3 separate regions of the Mus musculus genome follow, and all the other regions are linked to region 3. Evidence: chromatin contacts called from public Hi-C and HiChIP or PLAC-seq data. All regions are on one chromosome and are shown on one strand. Each heading gives the region's core, a stretch centred on a gene start, on an enhancer-like site or on the middle of the called end of the contact. The rest is flanking DNA. Distances are from core to core; before and after follow the strand shown.

Region 1 (3,839 bases), core at 606-3,105, 740 kb before region 3:
ACCCATGTTAAGAAGATTACAGACACATATAACCACAGCTCAGAGGGATCTAATGTACTCTGTGCCTTCTGTGGGCACCTTCATACACATGTGCTCACACACTTGCCCAGACACATGCACACTATATAAAGAAAATTAAATTAAAATCAAGAAGCAGTAGTATATCTCTTTTGACATGATTATCAACAGGGAAGGAGCTAGTTCCATCTCCAGGTTCAGAGTGTGATGCAGTCAGTCCTGGGCCCTTCATTCTCAGCTTGTTAATGCCCTCTGAAATAGAAAATTGATTTTTTTTTTTTTATTAAAAACCAGAGAAGTGATGTCAGGGTCTGAATTCATTCCAGTCAAGTCTATTTAGAGCAGTGGTTCTCAACCTTCTTAATGTTGCAAACTTTTAATACAGTTCCTCATGCTTTAGTGACCCCCCCCCCTTAATCATAAAATTATTTTGTTGCTACTTTATAACTGTGATTTTGCTACGGTTATGAATTTTAATGCAAATCTTGGTTGTCTTTGATGGTGTTAGGCGACCCCTGTGAAAGGGTCGAGACCCACAGGTTGAGAACCACTGATTTAGAGCCTTCTTTGTTTTTGTTTTTCTAATCTAGGAAACCTGAAAGAACAGAGGTCCACTGTCAGCATTTGCACAGGAGGAAGTATTTCGAAGCCCCCATCACCTCGTCTGGCCTTATAGACCTGCTGATGAGGAAGGCCTTCTGCTCCCCTCCCCCAACCCTCTCCTCTTTCCATCTCTTGCCTAAAGGCTGCTCCGTTTGGGGGACTGTGCCCAAGGTGCTGCATGGTCGACCGACCGACCCCAGAGAAAGGCAGGCATCATCATCTCAGCTGCTCCCTCTGCTCTAAGGACCGGGGACTAGGAACATTCTGGCAAGAGAAGGGAGGGGGGGCCAAGCTTGGAGTCACACATGGCTGCATTTCGTATGGCAAGGCTTTCTTGTTTGTGCTTTCTTCCTATGGAAAAAAAAAAGGCTCTGGAAGGGGCCTGGGGAGCCAGATCAAATGTTCAAATGTACTGGCAGGGAGCCAAGGCTCAACTTCTCTGCCAGGAACTCCACGTTCTCAAGTCTTCACTGCTGTTGAAACTGATCGGGAAGGTTAATGAGATTAATATGGCCAAACACTGTGGGCTTCTGGGAAGCAAACAGCCAGGTAGGGAGGCCCAGTGTTGGACCAAGGTGGCTGGAAATAAGGTATACAACCCACTCCTAGAAAAGCTTGAGTGTTTTTACCGGACAATCCCTGTGCCGGGGCTGGCGAGGGAAGCGCACAGAACTCTACGTCATTGCTGAGGGTGAGTGAGTGACCTGGTCGGTTTTCATCTCACCAGCTCTGCCTAGCACTTGCCACCTATGTAGTTCCCCTAGTGACTTTTTTTTTTTTTTTTGCAAAAGAGTTTGAGTGTTTCATGAAAAATGGTGAAATAACACAGCCATGGGGGGGGGGGGAATCCAACTGGGCATGGGACAGAAAGTTGAAATGTCTCTATTGCGGGGACATGCCTTGAATAGATTTTTGAGCAAAGAGGAGAAGAGAGTTTTCTCTCTCTCTCTCTCTCTCTCTCTCTCTCTCTCTCTCTCTCTCTCTCCCTCTCTCTCTCTCTGTATTTATGAATATTTAAAAATGATATATAAGTGGAAGGACATGAAGGAAGAAGAAGTTTGGGTAAATCTATAAAACCGCCACAATTTATGAAGAGTTTAAAAGGCAATTTCTTTTAAAGGGGCAAATTCCTAATTTCCCACATAAAAGTATGGGAATTGAATGGTAAATCCTTCTCCACCGACAAGCCCTCTGAAAGAGGCATGAAAAAGAGTTACTGTTCCCGTCCATTCATGCCTCCTGAAAGCCATGGATGTGACACTCACTGCCCCGGAGCACGCAGCCTGTGGTTTCAAAGCTGCCGGGTGACTTCTCAGAAATGATCTATTGTGGCGCTTTGTTTCGTCCGGGTCACCCTCGTTTTGTTCTGCGAGGGCTGTGTTACTCTTCTGCCATTAATCCACCCTGTCTTCTCTTCTCTATTCAGAGGCACATTTCACTCCTCATCGTGCCCAGAGCGGGGATGAAGTGTCTGAGAAAGGCCTAGTGCTCTGCATGGCAGAGAGGGAGAGAGAGAGGGAGAGAGAGAGAGAGAGAGAGAGAGAGAGAGAGAGAGGAAGAAAGGAAGGGAAGCCATTTGAGGAGTAGCCAGGGTGGAAAAGGGAGTATTGGGTGGTGGCTTCATCCACTCAAGTGGACTCCAGGGACTCAGCTACACAGCTTTTGCATCTCTGGGGAAGGGGCATCCTGACACAGATCTCATGGGAGATTGTCCTTATTTTTCATCTTTGGCTTGATCTGCTCACTCATAGTTTGACAAATACAGACTACATGTAGCTCAAGGGTTGGCAGGCTGGAATGGACTGCAAAAAAGATACAATTATTTCCAAAGGAAAAAGATTAAGAAGAAAAATTAAACCTCAAACCTGCCATTTGGTTAGTATCTCAGATCGTGTTTGCATCCCTCCCATCTCATTGGAAACCCCCTTTTATCTGATTTTATCCAAAAATTACTTTCTTACACCCACCTTCTGGGTCACTTACTTTTAATATAGTTGGCAGGGACTATCCAGAGGTCTCCAAGGATCCCATGATAACTTTGTTAAACCATGCCAATTATCAGTGGATCTGATGTCTCTCCTTTGTACTCCATGCACAGGGGTTGCAGGTTTTTGTCCATCAGATCATACAGAGACTACAGACAATGGTAGCCATGGACTAAAGAGGGGCCTCTGAAGCCATCCAATTTCCTTTATAGCTGGTCCAGTGGTTGGTCCATTTCCCTGGGCTTAGGCTGCTCAGTTCTGATAGCCTGAAGACAAGAAGCAGCTACCATCCGCACAGACCCTGAGCCCAATGTGTTTCCCAGGGATGAACAGTGGGCAAAATGACAAACAGGGGAACAGCGAGGTCTCAAAATTCAGCTGAATGCTGACTCATTTTCACTAAATTGTGAATCTAAGATTAAGTTTTTTTAAGTTGCAGCAGTTAGGGAGACGACGGCTCCGTGAAAAGGAACACAAGCTTGTGAGTGTGAGTTCAGAGTTCAAATCCCTTACAAAACAGAACCCACTTAAAAAGTCACTGTCTGACTCAGAGACAGACCCTGACTGAAGGCAAGAAGGTGGGGAGCCACACAGGCGATACCAGACATCTTCAGTGGTCGCCATATATCTGTACATGGGCACACATGCTGGCACACTCATATGCATGCAACATATAACACACACACACACACACACACACACACACACACACACACACACACACACACACACACAGCATAGATGAAAGGTGCATCAACTTGAAGAAAATAAAAGAAAATGAGCCATTAACCTCAGTGTTCACTCCCATTTGAGCTTTGCGCCCTCAGTTGGGCAAATGACCTACTATGCTGGGTCCCCAATTTCACCACAGAGAAGAAAGATCTGTGGATTTACTTTAGTGGCTGATATACATGGAAAGGTTTCAGAGATGTGGCAAGTGCTTGCTCATCACTCCTGCAGGGTCTTAGCCTCCTAATATAGGAGGACCAGGTGGGGTTGAAGACCCTGCATGTCTACCCAGGCCCCAGAGCTGCAGATAATCCAGAGTTATACTATGTGGTGGTTTCTCTGGGAACTCTAGAGCCCCATCTGCCTACACAGCTCAATTTTTCCTAGAGTGGATGAGACAGAGCAAGGCTGTCTAGCAGGGACCGTGAAGTCCTCCTGTGAAATTTGAAGAGGACACACTATGTCACTAGCCCTTGACCTTCCCTGATAGTGCACAGGCACACT
Region 2 (3,800 bases), core at 938-3,437, 850 kb after region 3:
TTGGCCACATATATCCTAAGGTCCTATGTCACCAGCCAATAGGAAAGAGATTAAGGAAACCGAATGAATTCAGGATCCCTCTCTGTCACAGCCAAGAAGGTCTTGACTGCAAACGATGTCAGTTAGGTGTCTATCAGATCTTACGTTCCATTTCTACAACAGGACTGGACTGAGGAGATCAAAATGGCTGCTGGGTGGCCACGGAGTGTCTGCAGAGGGTTCCTAGCATTTCCATGTCACCAGATTTCAGTCAGATTAACACACTTTATCCAAAAAAGCAGACATTTGGCTTCATATACATGTGTATGTACAATGTATGATATATATGATTATATATACATACATATACATCACTGTTCTCTGTTCCTAGCCTTTGATATATATAATATTATGTATTATTTATAGATATTATATATATGTGTATATATATATACATATATATATACACATATATATACATATATATATATATACATATATATATATATATATATATATATATATATATATATATATATATATATCAAAGGCTAGGAACTCACAAAAGACAAATGATCAAAAAATATAACAAAATTTGCAACCATATTTCCTTTCAGTTATGTTATATATATGTTGGACCAACATGTTTCAGTTCCCAACTTAAAAATATATAGCATGCTTCCTATACTAGAAACTGAAATGATTAGGGTAACTACACACAATATTGGTATTTCAGGTAAAACAGAAGTTTTACTCAGTACTGTGATGTTGTATGGTTATTTCAAAACTAAATGACAGGTCCCACTGAAACTTTTAGTTAAAGTTTTAAAGGTTTGAAAATATTTTATTATCCTTATTATAAATGAGTAAAATGTGAACATTGATGGAGATATTCCAACAGAGGAAGGGTCTTTCCAATCACCCAAGTTTTGTTTTAGATGCTATTTACAATGCATTTACGTGCATTCTGCAGTGTTAACCTTGTATGAGAAATTGCAGCCTAATGGGTGGGCTGATCTCACCAGATCACTGCTGATGGTCAAATAACACACCCAAGGTGAGTCAGCTGGGTGGACAGTGATTTAATAACCAGCCACCAGCTGGCTCTTTAAGGAAGCCGGTCAGCTGCCACCATCTTCATAAGGTCTGTGATAGGGTTAGCTGATAAGTACCATACCTGTGCTGGGTTAGGAAGCTTGGGTTAGGAACCACACATCATTTAGGCAGTCCAGAGGCAGCACTGGATGCTTCTCTGAGCAGCAGAGCAGAAATGTGCAATGATGGGGCTTTATATATTGCGTCCCTGTTATTTAAAAGTTGTATTTAATTTTCTTTTATGAGTACTTGCCTTCTGTCTTTTTGTGCATGTGTGTTTGTGTATTATGTGTGTGCAGTGCCCAAGGAGGCTAGTAGATGGCAGCACATCCCAGAGTAACTGGGGTCATACATGGTCGTAAGATACCATTTAGGTGCTAGGAATGAAACTCATCCCCTGCAAGGGCAGCAAGCACTGTTAACTGCTGAGCCATTTCTCCAGCCCCCTTTTAACATTCTTAAACTATACACAGACATCTCATTTTTTAGAAGAACAAAACTGGCTTGCATAGGTAGCTCAGTGGTTCCTAGTTTGAAAAAAATCTTATGTGCCAATTGTCCTAGCCATTAATCATAAGGTGCTCTATGTTTCATATATTGGGTTAAGTTAGAACATCAGTTCCAGGGCTGGGGGGGGGGGGCGTGTAGGGGGGCTGAAAGAAGAAAGCAAGCATGTTGAAGGGAAAAACAAGACAATGGGGTTAAGATCTAACTATAAGTGACCACTGAACAAAATATTGATTTCCATGTTAAAAATAAATTAACAATCAAGCACTTTGCCACGAAGGAACTTGGTCTGAAGGGAAAATTTTCCAGTCGTTCCACAGGACAAGAATTCATGTGATGCGAAGGGACATCTTTCCTACGTTAAGCCGATGACCAACGTCATTCTGGCACCGAAAGTCTCTGCATGTGTGTGCAAACAGCAAGGCACTGTAAAAATGTAGTGATTTACTGAGGCTTAGCCGTGCTTAACAGTCTGCAGAAAGCTTTAATCTTTTGCATCGGTTTGGAATTAATAAACTGGGCCGAGTTCCCTCTCCTCTCCTCGGCATATGCAAAGAGAAAGATACAGCCTTCTCCTCCCAGCTCTGCGAACGAACGCCCCAGCCACAGTCATTAGCGAGGGGAATTGTGAGTAGTGACTGCGTGATTGGCTGGAGGCTTGTATTAACTGGGAAGCTTGTGAACGGATTGTTTGGTTTTATTCTCTAATCCGTGAGCCATTTCATTCATGAATATGTTGTTAATTCCAGAATACCAAGTTTTACTTTTAAGAGCTGAAGTATCCCAGAAATCAGAAGGGCTGGGTCTGGCAGCCTTTGTCTCTGTCCCCAACACAGACTATGAAAGCTGATATAGACTCCTGTGGTTGAGGACTTAGGAAAATGGCACACCTCCAGGTATTTTTTTTTCCTGGTTCAATTGCTTATGCGTTGGTATCTATGTGTCGGAAAACCTTTCCTCGTCATGGAAAGTCTATTTCCTACAATGTAGTATTTATAACCAGCATGTTGTTCACAATTTAGAAACCCCCTTGGAATCATTTCATACATTTCAAAGAAAAAAAAAAAACTTATGCCATTTTTTTTTCAAAATTTCCAAGAAAAAATAATAATAAAGGAGATGGGGGGGGAGAAAAAGAAAGAATCTAGGGTTATAAATAGTTACCTAAGAATCAGTATACAAATAAACGGAGGGGGTGAGATACAAATACAAAGTCAAAAATTGATTCTGGGATGGGTATAATGAATTAACAAGAGAAAGAAGAGCAAGCGACTAAGCCAAGGAGCCTCCTTCACGCAGGAGAAATTCTTGCCAATGAATTCTGTAAGAGCTTCTACAGCAAGAATGAAAATTTAAATGCCCACCAGGAATCAGATACGAGGAAATCACTTGTTTTTCTGATGTTAAAAGAAAGAGGGGAAAAAGAAGCAAAGAAAGAAACAAAGAAACAATGTAACAAAGAGGCAAAGAAATAAACAAACAAACAGAGAAGGAAGGAAGGAAGGAAGGAAGGAAGGAAGGAAGGAAGGAAGGAAGGAAGGAAGGAAGGAAGAAAGAAAGAAAGAAAGAAAGAAAGAAAGAAAGAAAGAAAGAAAGAAAGAAAGAAAGAAAGAAAGAGACAGAGAAAAATCGTGTTTCAGGCACAGGACCCTCTCTATACAGTGCCAGTTGTGTTTAAACATCTCTCAAATCAAAACCATGCCTGCTTGGATGCTGCAGATCGAACAAACCTGTTTGGAGATAACTGTGTCCTAATCTATCTGGAGTGAACTCATAGGTATTTGGGAAAGCGAACTTAGTTATCTTGGAGAATAATCTTCTCTAATATCTCAGGTTCCAAAGATCACAGACTAGACAATTCCCATTTAAAAGAAGGGGACCTGGAGCCAAGGCTTGTGCTCCACAAGTCTGATTTTTCTACCACGAGACTCCTCTCTCCCCTCCTCTCGTTTCTTAAAAGCAAATACAGAAAGCTATCCTGACGCTTAGGCGCTACTGCATTTCTAACGTGGGCACTTCGCTCTGAAGCGTCCCAGTCGCGTTTACAATCAAGGAGGTTATTTATGATCTCCCTTGCTCTGTTTCCTCTTTTATTTTTTGCGGTATTTGGCAACAGACAACTGGCAAACCATTCTCCCTTCAACATACATCTCCCCTCCCTTGATTAGCACATTTTTGCCAATAAAACTAGCAGAAATTAGTGTTAATATTCGGCGTGT
Region 3 (3,560 bases), core at 98-2,597:
GGGAAAAAGTTTGGTTCCATTACAATGGGGGTGGGGGGAGGCTCAGAGAAAGCCCTTTCCTATGAAATGTAGCTAAGAAATCAATATTATAAAATAAATACAAACATACTCAATTCTTGTTTCAGGAGGCAGTGGTATATAAAGCCAGCTCAACCCAAGGCATGTCCATAAGCGTTTGTTGCAAGATGGCGGTCAAACGAGAATGCTTGCATGAAGACATGACTAAACATGGTCTAGTCAAGGGTTGTTGGCAAAGCAGGATGGGCACAATGATTTCACAAGTGGTTTGGTTCTAGGAAGAACTAATTAAAAGGTAAGTAAAAATTTAAAATGTAAATGATTCTATTTACTGAAATGATTTACTATTTACTAGTGGCTTCATTTTCTCTCTCTAAGCTAACTCATTTGCTGTATGTTTTTATCCAAGGGTTCTATATGTTCTCAGTAGGACATGCCTGGGATTGAAGTCATGGAATATTTAGACTAAACGGAGTTTGTGAAGGATTGTGTGTAGGCCATTGTTAGTTGTCTGCCCTGGCTTCCCATGTTTGGAATCAATCCAGTGTATCATACCAGGGCATTTGGAACATGTCTGTTCAGCAATGTCCATGTGCTAAAAATCCTCCCGAGAGTTCTACTGAGAGAGGATTAAAACTTGTCACTCTGCCAAGTGGCAGATCTTTGTTGGTCCTCTGCTGTGCACAGAGATGTGAGAGCTCATGTTACAGGTTAATTGCTTTCAGGGGCAGAGTAGCCTGAGTAGGGTTTGCCTTGGCTTAGCAGAGTATTAATAAAGAAACCCAACACAACCTGACCACCAATACCAGAGGCAGAAAATTCTGGCAGACCAAGGCAGCTGAGGGCCTGTGGGAGAGCCCAACATACTGGGCCAATCTGATATGCACAACACACACGGAGTTTTCTTTGATCAGTTCCATAAATGTTGAGCAAAGTACCCTTTTCTTCAGTATTTGTGAAAAATCAAACAAATAGTACGCAAAACATTGTGTTTCCAGTGAAATACGAGAATGAAAACAAATTCAAGGTGCAGACAGAGGAGGACTGAGGTACTGGTCATTCTGTAGATTTCTTCAGCTGAGCACAGCTCTGATTACTCCGCTTTACTTCAGGGTTTTTTTTTTTTTTCCTTTTTTTCTTTTTCTTAAATGAAAATAAGATTGCCCAAGAGTGAGACTTAGGTCCCAATTTTATCCGCTGCATTTTCTTTTTCTGGCCTGATTATAAACCCCCGGAAAAAAAAAATCAGCATTCTTTGTACAGTGAGAATAGTGCGCATCTTTCTAACAGCCTGAGCAATACTAATTACCCATTCTCTACTTAGCAAAGTAGACGGCTGCAACTACGCACGCTTGCAGAGTCCGCGTATGCGGAGGTAGCTGGCCTGTCAGCGTTTCCATTCTGTGGGAAATGCTTGAATAGACTTAAGAAACGGCAAAGCTGCCTCTTTTGCTTCAATCTACATTGCAATTTTAGCAAGCCAGCATTACTCCAAGCAGTATACAGTATATCCTAGTGTACACAAAGTCCAATTTGAATCTGTGGGATGAATTAAAATACCATATACTAAAGAGCTGTTCAGAAATAGTAAACTACTGTAGCTACCAGCTGCAATCTCTTATTTTGCCTTAAAACTCTTCTCCATTTAAATAAGGCCAGCATATGGCTTATCCTAGCTATACCTCTTAATAACAGGATAAAACTGCCTGGCTTGGAACATTATACAGCACTGCTTAAGTATTTACAAGGGCTGAGGTGTTTCCCCGCAGGAGCGGCAGCATGCGAAAGGCACAGTCCCCAGTAAAAACAGATATGTCTAATGTTTTCCAGTTCTCATGCTGCCGCTAGCCTCTCATCCTGCGTTTCTACTCCAGCAATTCTGTAGCAAGAAACATCCATAGAAACAATGCTCAGGACAGTGCTCCATGGCTGACCACCTAGAAAGAACTGGTCTGTGTTGTGAGTCTGGGCCCTGAGTGCAGCCCCTCGGCTTTCTGCATGGCTAGTGCGGGACAATGTCCCACACTCAGTTTCAAAATGTGCTGTCAGTCAGGGCTCTGACACCCGCGGACCTCAAAGTGAGGAGCAGTCACGGTGCAGCGTTGGTCAGTGACTGGTGGCCGGGTGGGTGAAGCAAGGTGGAAGGGCACACTTTGGGGGAACCGTCATTCGATTTTCCCATGCTCTGACAACTAGCAGTCCACAGGAGTTTTTCTTTCTTCTGTCTTCCCAGCCGGCCCTTTCTGCCCCCGCCTTTCCCTGTTCACCTCTCCCCCACCGTGCCCTGCCTTTGCTGAAAGAAAAAGACCTAAGTGCCACAAAAGGCCAAGGGTAGCTCAGTTTCAGACCCCAGGGCAACATGTGTTCAGCGAACAAGAGTGTAAGAAACACTGCATATAGCAGTTAAGGCTGTAGACATCCGAGGGTCTGATACAGCGCTCTTTGTAGCCATGCATATTTATTGACATTCAAAGAGGTTGTGCTGCATACCAGACAACAGCTATTGAGAACACAGGCAATCTTAAAATGATTAAGGCCCTGGAGTTTACTAAAGACATGGAATGCAAGGAATCAAGAGAAAGCCATAGAATATTAAAAATATTAATAATGTCAGTTCTAATAATTCAATATGAGATTTATTGTAGCCCAATCCTGTTCCAAATGGCATACCCTGTCTCTTTTTTTCCTCGAGAGTGAACAAAGATCACGGAACAGATTGTAACCTGGGTAAATTGCATGTCTGTTTACAATTGTATTTCACATATTTTATATATCATTTGCAAACGATTCCCCAAAGAAATATGCATCAAACTTTTGTGGAAAAAAATTGAAGATTTGATGACAATCTGCTTTTGCTTTCATTTGTTTCAGATGCTGCTGAGATCTTTGTATCTGAGTGCAGCGTCCCAGACTGGGGATCAGTGGGTCCTTTTGTTCCTTCTGCCTTTACATGGATAAACTACATTTCTTGTAATGATATCACCTCAATTAAGTAAAAGGGGTAGAAGAAACAGAAACCTCTTCGGGAAGACCACAGATCACATATGCAGCATCATCATAAACGTTTGATCAGATATGTGTGTGTGTCATCTGCGTCTAACCCCCACTTGGAAAACTCAAGTCCCTCTCCCGGATACTTGTCCTCCCAGGGGTACAGGATTCATGAGCTCCAAGTCTTGTCATCGCAAAGGTATCTTAGGTTATGATTTGAGGAGAACAGTTAAGTGTTGCAGCATATTTGGGGATACATTTTTTTGTAGTCTTCACTTTGGGAACGGGAAACTATTCCCTAGTAATTAATTGGTACAACTGATTCAGCTGTCAAGATGAAGTCTTATCTTGCAGTGGCTGTTTAAGCATTAGAACAACCAGTGGTGACTGCTGTAGAGTGTGACTCTCAGAAAACACGGGGAAAGGGCAGAGATTCAGAACTGCTTGCTAAATGGCTTCATACGGCTCAGGGTTACAGGATATTAATTGAAACTCCCTACTTTTAAGTCAGCTCAGAGATCAGACAAAAAAGCACTCTCTCATTAAGGAGA

Evidence for each region. A called contact is a pair of places that touch in the nucleus more often than the background predicts. HiChIP or PLAC-seq counts read pairs in DNA pulled down with a chosen protein or histone mark.
Region 1: a contact with region 3 is called in an H3K4me3 HiChIP or PLAC-seq map of embryonic midbrain, with 8 times the contacts expected there. The contact joins two enhancer-like sites. A contact is called at or near these places in 1 of 15 datasets of contacts at CTCF or cohesin (the NIH/3T3 cell line) and 2 of 115 datasets of contacts at active chromatin or transcription factors (embryonic basal ganglia and embryonic midbrain).
Region 2: a Hi-C map of cortical neurons shows a contact between it and region 3, with 3 times the contacts expected there. The contact joins two enhancer-like sites. A contact is called at or near these places in 2 of 484 Hi-C or Micro-C datasets (cerebral cortex and cortical neurons) and 1 of 115 datasets of contacts at active chromatin or transcription factors (astrocytes).

The regions. Positions count from the first base shown.
Region 1 is chr1:42,627,122-42,630,960 of GRCm38.p6, reverse strand. Gm30248 (a long non-coding RNA gene) reads left to right here. Exons shown (of 3, transcript XR_373380.2): 2 at 609-1,312. Among named protein-coding and RNA genes, the nearest start is that of Gm30248, 11 kb to the left of the region's middle. Within about 2 kb of position 1,855, at least 35 of the 459 cell types and tissues checked have an H3K27ac peak or open chromatin away from gene starts, as enhancers often do.
Region 2 is chr1:41,035,503-41,039,302 of GRCm38.p6, reverse strand. No RefSeq gene overlaps it. Among named protein-coding and RNA genes, the nearest start is that of 4930448I06Rik, 140 kb to the left of the region's middle. Within about 2 kb of position 2,187, at least 15 of the 459 cell types and tissues checked have an H3K27ac peak or open chromatin away from gene starts, as enhancers often do. A contact at or near this core is called in cerebral cortex and cortical neurons, where this site is marked.
Region 3 is chr1:41,889,753-41,893,312 of GRCm38.p6, reverse strand. All of the region lies in intron 1 of Gm29260 (a long non-coding RNA gene), which reads right to left. Among named protein-coding and RNA genes, the nearest start is that of Gm29260, 150 kb to the right of the region's middle. Within about 2 kb of position 1,347, at least 32 of the 459 cell types and tissues checked have an H3K27ac peak or open chromatin away from gene starts, as enhancers often do. A contact at or near this core is called in cerebral cortex and cortical neurons, where this site is marked.